2 separate regions of the Nothobranchius furzeri genome follow, and region 1 is linked to region 2. A link is a contact called in public Micro-C data. All regions are on one chromosome and are shown on one strand. Each heading gives the region's core, a stretch centred on a gene start, on an enhancer-like site or on the middle of the called end of the contact. The rest is flanking DNA. Distances are from core to core; before and after follow the strand shown.

Region 1 (2,700 bases), core at 123-2,622, 73 kb after region 2:
CACTTACCTCCTGCAACATTATCTTTAAAAAACACCATTAAACCACTTCATAAGGAGACTTTTTTTCTAAACGATTAAAGTTCACTGAGGAGGCCATTTAAATTATTTTTTAAATATGATCAGTTACCCTGAGTTCAACATGCAGGCTGAATGGGAAAATAGTCTACCACTACTTCCTAGCCGCCAATAGAAAATAGACGAGAAAACCATCAGATTAGAAAAGCAAGACAGATCTACGCCACACTGAAAATTAGCTTTCATGGGCTCATCCATCTTGACTCAAAATGGGGAAGGATGTTGTTGGTTTAGGGTCCAGGAAACAGCAGAACACATCTTGGCCGTTTCTCAATACTCAAGGACACTAGGACGTTCTTGTGTACTAGACAAGTTTGTTCTTGGCAAGGATACCTGAAAGTCTGTTCTACCGAGTACGGGAGGATGAGGACGGCATTTGGAACAGAACTGTACTTCATTGTGTCCTAGCAACAATCGCTGCTTCTTGCTACAGTTAAAAATACAACCCGACATTAAAATAAAAGTGCAGTTTGTTCCTTAAATAACAAAATAACAACAAAAACATATTATTTGTATTATATTTGGCTCACTTTTGATCAAAACTATTAAAATACCAGCATTTCTCGCTCTGTAATGAATATAAACAGTTTATTTTTCATCAGAACAAACCTACGCTGCTTTTATTTTGATAGTGAGCTAGCTAATTAGCATTTTTAGGGATCGTGAAGAGTAAAACTCAAACACTCACTGCAAAATTTACAGTTTACATACATTTATTTACAATAACGGACACCTTTATTTTGTTTTATATTTCTAATAGAAAACATTGCAGGTATTAGCTTCTGACGTTCGGAGTGTAATGGTTTGCGATACAATGCGTTGTGGGAAACTTTGCTTTCCATGCGCCAATAAGTTATTTTCTGATCCCGTTTGAAATGGGCCATGGATTTCACATATGATGTCAGTGACATTTAAAGACATTCTGATGCCAAGAAAGTGCTTCTGTTCAACAGGTAGTAAAAACTACTTTAGGATTTTGTGTGAAAAGACGTAGTGGACTACAACTGCTCATCTCTACACCATCAAACCAGACACAAAGAACAAGAAGTGTTTCTATGAAACTGTTCCTTTAAAGAAGGTCGTTGTAGTGAGCGAGGGTAACAGCAGAACAAAATGTCCAAAAGGCACACAAACTTATTCGCTGCACTGGCTGCCTAAAACCCCTCCTTTCAACTCCCTGACACTTTGCAGCAAAAAGAAAAAAACTTTTTTTTTACAGTTATACTCCTCCCTCGCTCTCTGTGAGAGACAGGCAGAGGAATTTCATTGAGAAAATGGAGGGCACTGGAAAGACTAGAGTCCCTGGTGGAGTGCGGCGGGGTTTCAGGTTGCACCAGCGGCTTCCTTTTTCTGCAGGCAGATGAACTCATAATGGAAAAATGAGTGTGGCCACGGTAACTCGAGCCGCTCACTGGCTAGGCTGTAGGAGGGGGTGCTGGGGGGTGTAACGGGTGGGGTAGCCAGCTCAGGCACTTCAACAACAAGCTTTACAAGCAGAGAGCAAAGAAACCAGCTCCTCTTCTTGCTTCTTTCTAAGAAGTCCAACACTGCGCACGTTCTGCCCTCATTCACCGACATTAAAGATGCTCCTTCGGCTGGGACCTGGACATCAGAGGATGGATGCAAAACAAGCCCTCCTCTGATGAAACCAGGATGTTCCATGCAAATTTAAAGCCGTTTCGTTTCACCCAGTGTTATTATAACAACGCTGACAGCAAATCACACAATCTTCAAAAGGAGGGGGGGGGGGTGCGTCCAAGAGGATGTGACCCTTTTGGAGTGTATCTGATACGATGCAGGATTCAGTGTTAGATCTACAGACTTCTGGTTTAAAAGCTGGTTTCGCTTTTTAAAAAGTTCCTTAATGTGTCCAACTTTGAATCGTTTCAGCTGCCATTTCATCTTTAATGTGTCCGTTTTAACACAATTTTATTCAAAGCTGCTCTAAACGGATGTACTTTTAGACCGTAGTGATCAGTAGACATTTCGTTTTGGCTACAGTTATGGTACAAAAATCTATGTTTAAGTTGTTGGGGTTTTTTGCCTCCTAAAGGCAAAAGGTGAGAGCTAATGTTTTTGCCTGTAAATAAACAACTTTTGTCACTTTTAGAGGTGGAACAGAAGATGTTGTCCTTGCTATTCAAGAAATTTAGTTTTTAAATGTACAAAACAGTTCAACACCCTTACTTCAGGTGACCCATCCCCACAGCTGTGTCTCCAGAGTCAAGAAACGCACAACGCTCGTTCCAGAGGGTGCAGTTTTACGTTTTCAACATGTTGTTGTCACCTTCGTAGGTGTATTCATCGTATAACAACTTGATATGCTAGCTAATACAGCGAGGTGTCTTTATGGTGAAAATTGAAGCTGTTTTTAGCTTTCTTGGTTTATTAAAAATAACAGCAACTCAGTGTCACCAACAATCTGGGAAAACCACACACACACACACACGCACGCACGCACATACACACAGATGCTGCTTTAGCAAATTTTTTCAAAAGCTGAAAAGATTTTTTTCATGCTTCTGCATTCTAACATAGTATAGCTATAAATATATTCTGGAGATTTTAAAAATTAAATAAACAAAGTGGTTCTCTTGCATTTGTCCAAAAATCTCCTCCAAAACC
Region 2 (2,821 bases), core at 96-2,595:
AGATCGAACGATAAATCGAGAGCTTCGCCTTAAGACTAATCTCTCTCTTCACCACAACCGACCGGTACAACACCTGCAACGCTGCAGACGCAGCACCAATCCGCCTGTCAATCTTCCGCTCCATCTTTCCCTCACTTGTGAACAAGACCTCAAGACCTACTTAAACTCCTTCACTTGAGGCAGGACTTCTTCCTTGACCTGGAATGAAATGAAAACCAGAATGAACCAAAATGTTAAGACTGCTGTAAGTAGCTCATTAGGGTAACTGTAACAATCATTGGGCCACTGTAGGTCACTATTGCCTCTTTTCCAACAGCACCACTCAGTGAAACTCTGAAGAGTTTGATTCAATTGGACAGCCTTTTCCAACAGAATGTATTGGCTTTTCCCCCAACTTCTCATTACCTGCATCGTTGTGGTTCCGACCTGGGCTGGTCTAAAAATGCAACGGTCAGCAGCTAAATAGCTAGGGGGCTGGAGTCACTGGTTGCACCAGAGCTTTCTGCCTGCTGCCTGCAGCTATTTCTGGTTGCAGATGAAAAGTCAGAGTCTGAGCAGAAGGATCACCACCACCGTTGTTGTGCTGTGTTGTGTTTTTGTGTGCCACACAAATCACTGTGCATTACTTTTGTGTCAAGTAAAGATTGCAAGTGCCGTGGGTGCAGCAGTGAAAAACAAAGTGGGGGAAATCCTAAAATGAACCACATTTTGATGATAAATGACATAATGTTAGCAGTAAAAAGTTGGGAGAGTAATAAGCTCAATAGTGACATCATCACATCAACGTTTTGTGAAATCTGTAAAAATCCTAAAACTTAAACCGTGATTGTATGAAAACAACATCGAAAGGCCAGTTCAGACATAAAAGCTAAAAGTTGTAATGATTTTCTTTAGATAAGTGTAACAGAGATAAAGAGCTTCAAATAGGCTTGGGTCTTCCCACCTGTTCCACAAAAACCCAAATGATGATTGTGGGGAAATCTTTTTCTCTTGAAAAGGCTAAATCCAGCACATTTTAAAGTGACACCATTTATTGGTCATCATAAACTTCAAAGAAGTACAATTAAACAAATAAAATGCCACAGTGAACTGAACTAAAACAAACAGATCCACCTTTTTTAGAACACTTGTTCAAATTTAATTTAAAAGATGATCCTTACATATCTGTCACTAGTGAACAAAACGTCTTCAGAATCCTGTCTGGATCAAGTCTTTCAGCATTTATTTGGTTAATAAATGATTCTCATGGGAAACCTGATCCCAGACTGGATCAAACCGACCGGAACAGCTCCTCCAAACATCGTAAACAAGCACCTGAAAACCCTATTGAGAACAACTCAGGATTATGTAATGATGTGTGTAACTGAATAGGTTCGGGAACATATTTTCACTCAGTCAGACTCACCCATATCACATTCATAACATGACTAAATCTAGCTTTATTGGTTTCAGGAACACATGCAAGACTTATAAATCATGTAAAAGCTGTGTGGCTTTAATCTGAGGTCACAAAACAGTGAAAAATATGAAGTTAAATATGTTTTGGGAATCATCTGGGAGTAAAGCCACGCAGTCATGTTAACATTTAGTTTGATATAGTTTAATTTCACAAACAGGAAAACCAGATTCTCCATAAAATCAGAACACTAATCAGCTGTTTCGGTTTGAGTTTATCTCCTTTTATGTATCAACCACATCTCCCACGAGAAAGCAGAGTGATGGACACCTGATACACCTGGTGTCATCTCTAGAAAATGCTCTTGTATAAGTCTATGACAGGAATGTGTGGGAAACATGCAAACAAAGAACAGAACAACTGGATTACCTGCCAAGAAAGAAGAAAGAGGTTATTAATGAGTTTTGACTCATGGGCTAATAAGAAGCTAAATGTTGGTGTTTGTAAATGGATTTTATTCTTTTCTTTCCCATCGAGCAGCTCAGTGTGAGAGCGCTGCTGTGCATACCTTCCCCAGTGTTGCCAGTAAGGTGATTATGGAGTATCATTTCCTCTAGTTGTTGAAAGCCATTTTCTGGGTCAGTGAACCCCACCAAAGAACTGATTGAGTCTTAAGAAGAGACTCCCTCAAGCATACGTTTGCCCTCCTCGTACCAGCGACAATTCACCAGCAGAGCAACAGCTTCCCTGAAACATCACTGAGAAGATACTGGGAGCTTTGCCCCATGGATATTTTCAAAGTTTGATTTACTATTCTTGATTTAGGTGAAAATGCATCATAATAAAAATGACAAATGATTTTGGTGACTTTGTCAACTACAGAGGAAAATATATTTCCTACCTGTCACAAAACAAAAGTGGTGTGTTTTAGTAAAAAATGTCTTCCCTTGCACCAGCTGCTGATGATCCTAAAATCTATGTTATGCACATCTAGATTGGTGGAGTTATGTTGTTTCCACATCCACAACCATCAGCCTGATCCCAGGTTTTCCTGGATGGAACACCAAATGTTTCCTCAGCATTTACCCACATATATATAGCCTGCATAAGTAAAAATGTACCCTAGGTAGGCAAGTAACACATTTGAGATTACTTTGAACTTTCAGGGTGGAGATTGGGGCATAAAACAATTTCCCTGTTTTATTTTACAGCCTCCTCCTTGAACCGTCACCTTATCGTGGTGGAGTTTGAGTGCCCAAATGATCCTAGGAGCTATGTCATCTGGGGCACTTTGTGCCCCTAGTAGGGTCTCCCATGACCAATTTGTCTTATATGAAGGGAGAGACAAAGAACGGTTCAGAGGATATTTCATGGGTGTACAATCAAAGAGTCTGAGTACCCGGCCCGGAGGGTTACCGGGGTCCC

The links. A called contact is a pair of places that touch in the nucleus more often than the background predicts.
Region 1: a contact with region 2 is called in a Micro-C map of tail fin, with 6 times the contacts expected there. The contact joins two enhancer-like sites. A contact is called at or near these places in 2 of 2 Hi-C or Micro-C datasets (skeletal muscle and tail fin).

The regions. Positions count from the first base shown.
Region 1 is chr16:48,948,724-48,951,423 of NfurGRZ-RIMD1, forward strand. All of the region lies in intron 8 of etv4 (ETS variant transcription factor 4), which reads left to right. Among protein-coding and RNA genes, the nearest start is that of dhx8, 28 kb to the right of the region's middle. Within about 2 kb of position 1,373, at least 2 of the 3 cell types and tissues checked have an H3K27ac peak or open chromatin away from gene starts, as enhancers often do. A contact at or near this core is called in tail fin, where this site is marked.
Region 2 is chr16:48,875,621-48,878,441 of NfurGRZ-RIMD1, forward strand. No RefSeq gene overlaps it. Among protein-coding and RNA genes, the nearest start is that of LOC139063432, 5.2 kb to the right of the region's middle. Within about 2 kb of position 1,346, at least 1 of the 3 cell types and tissues checked has an H3K27ac peak or open chromatin away from gene starts, as enhancers often do. A contact at or near this core is called in tail fin, where this site is marked.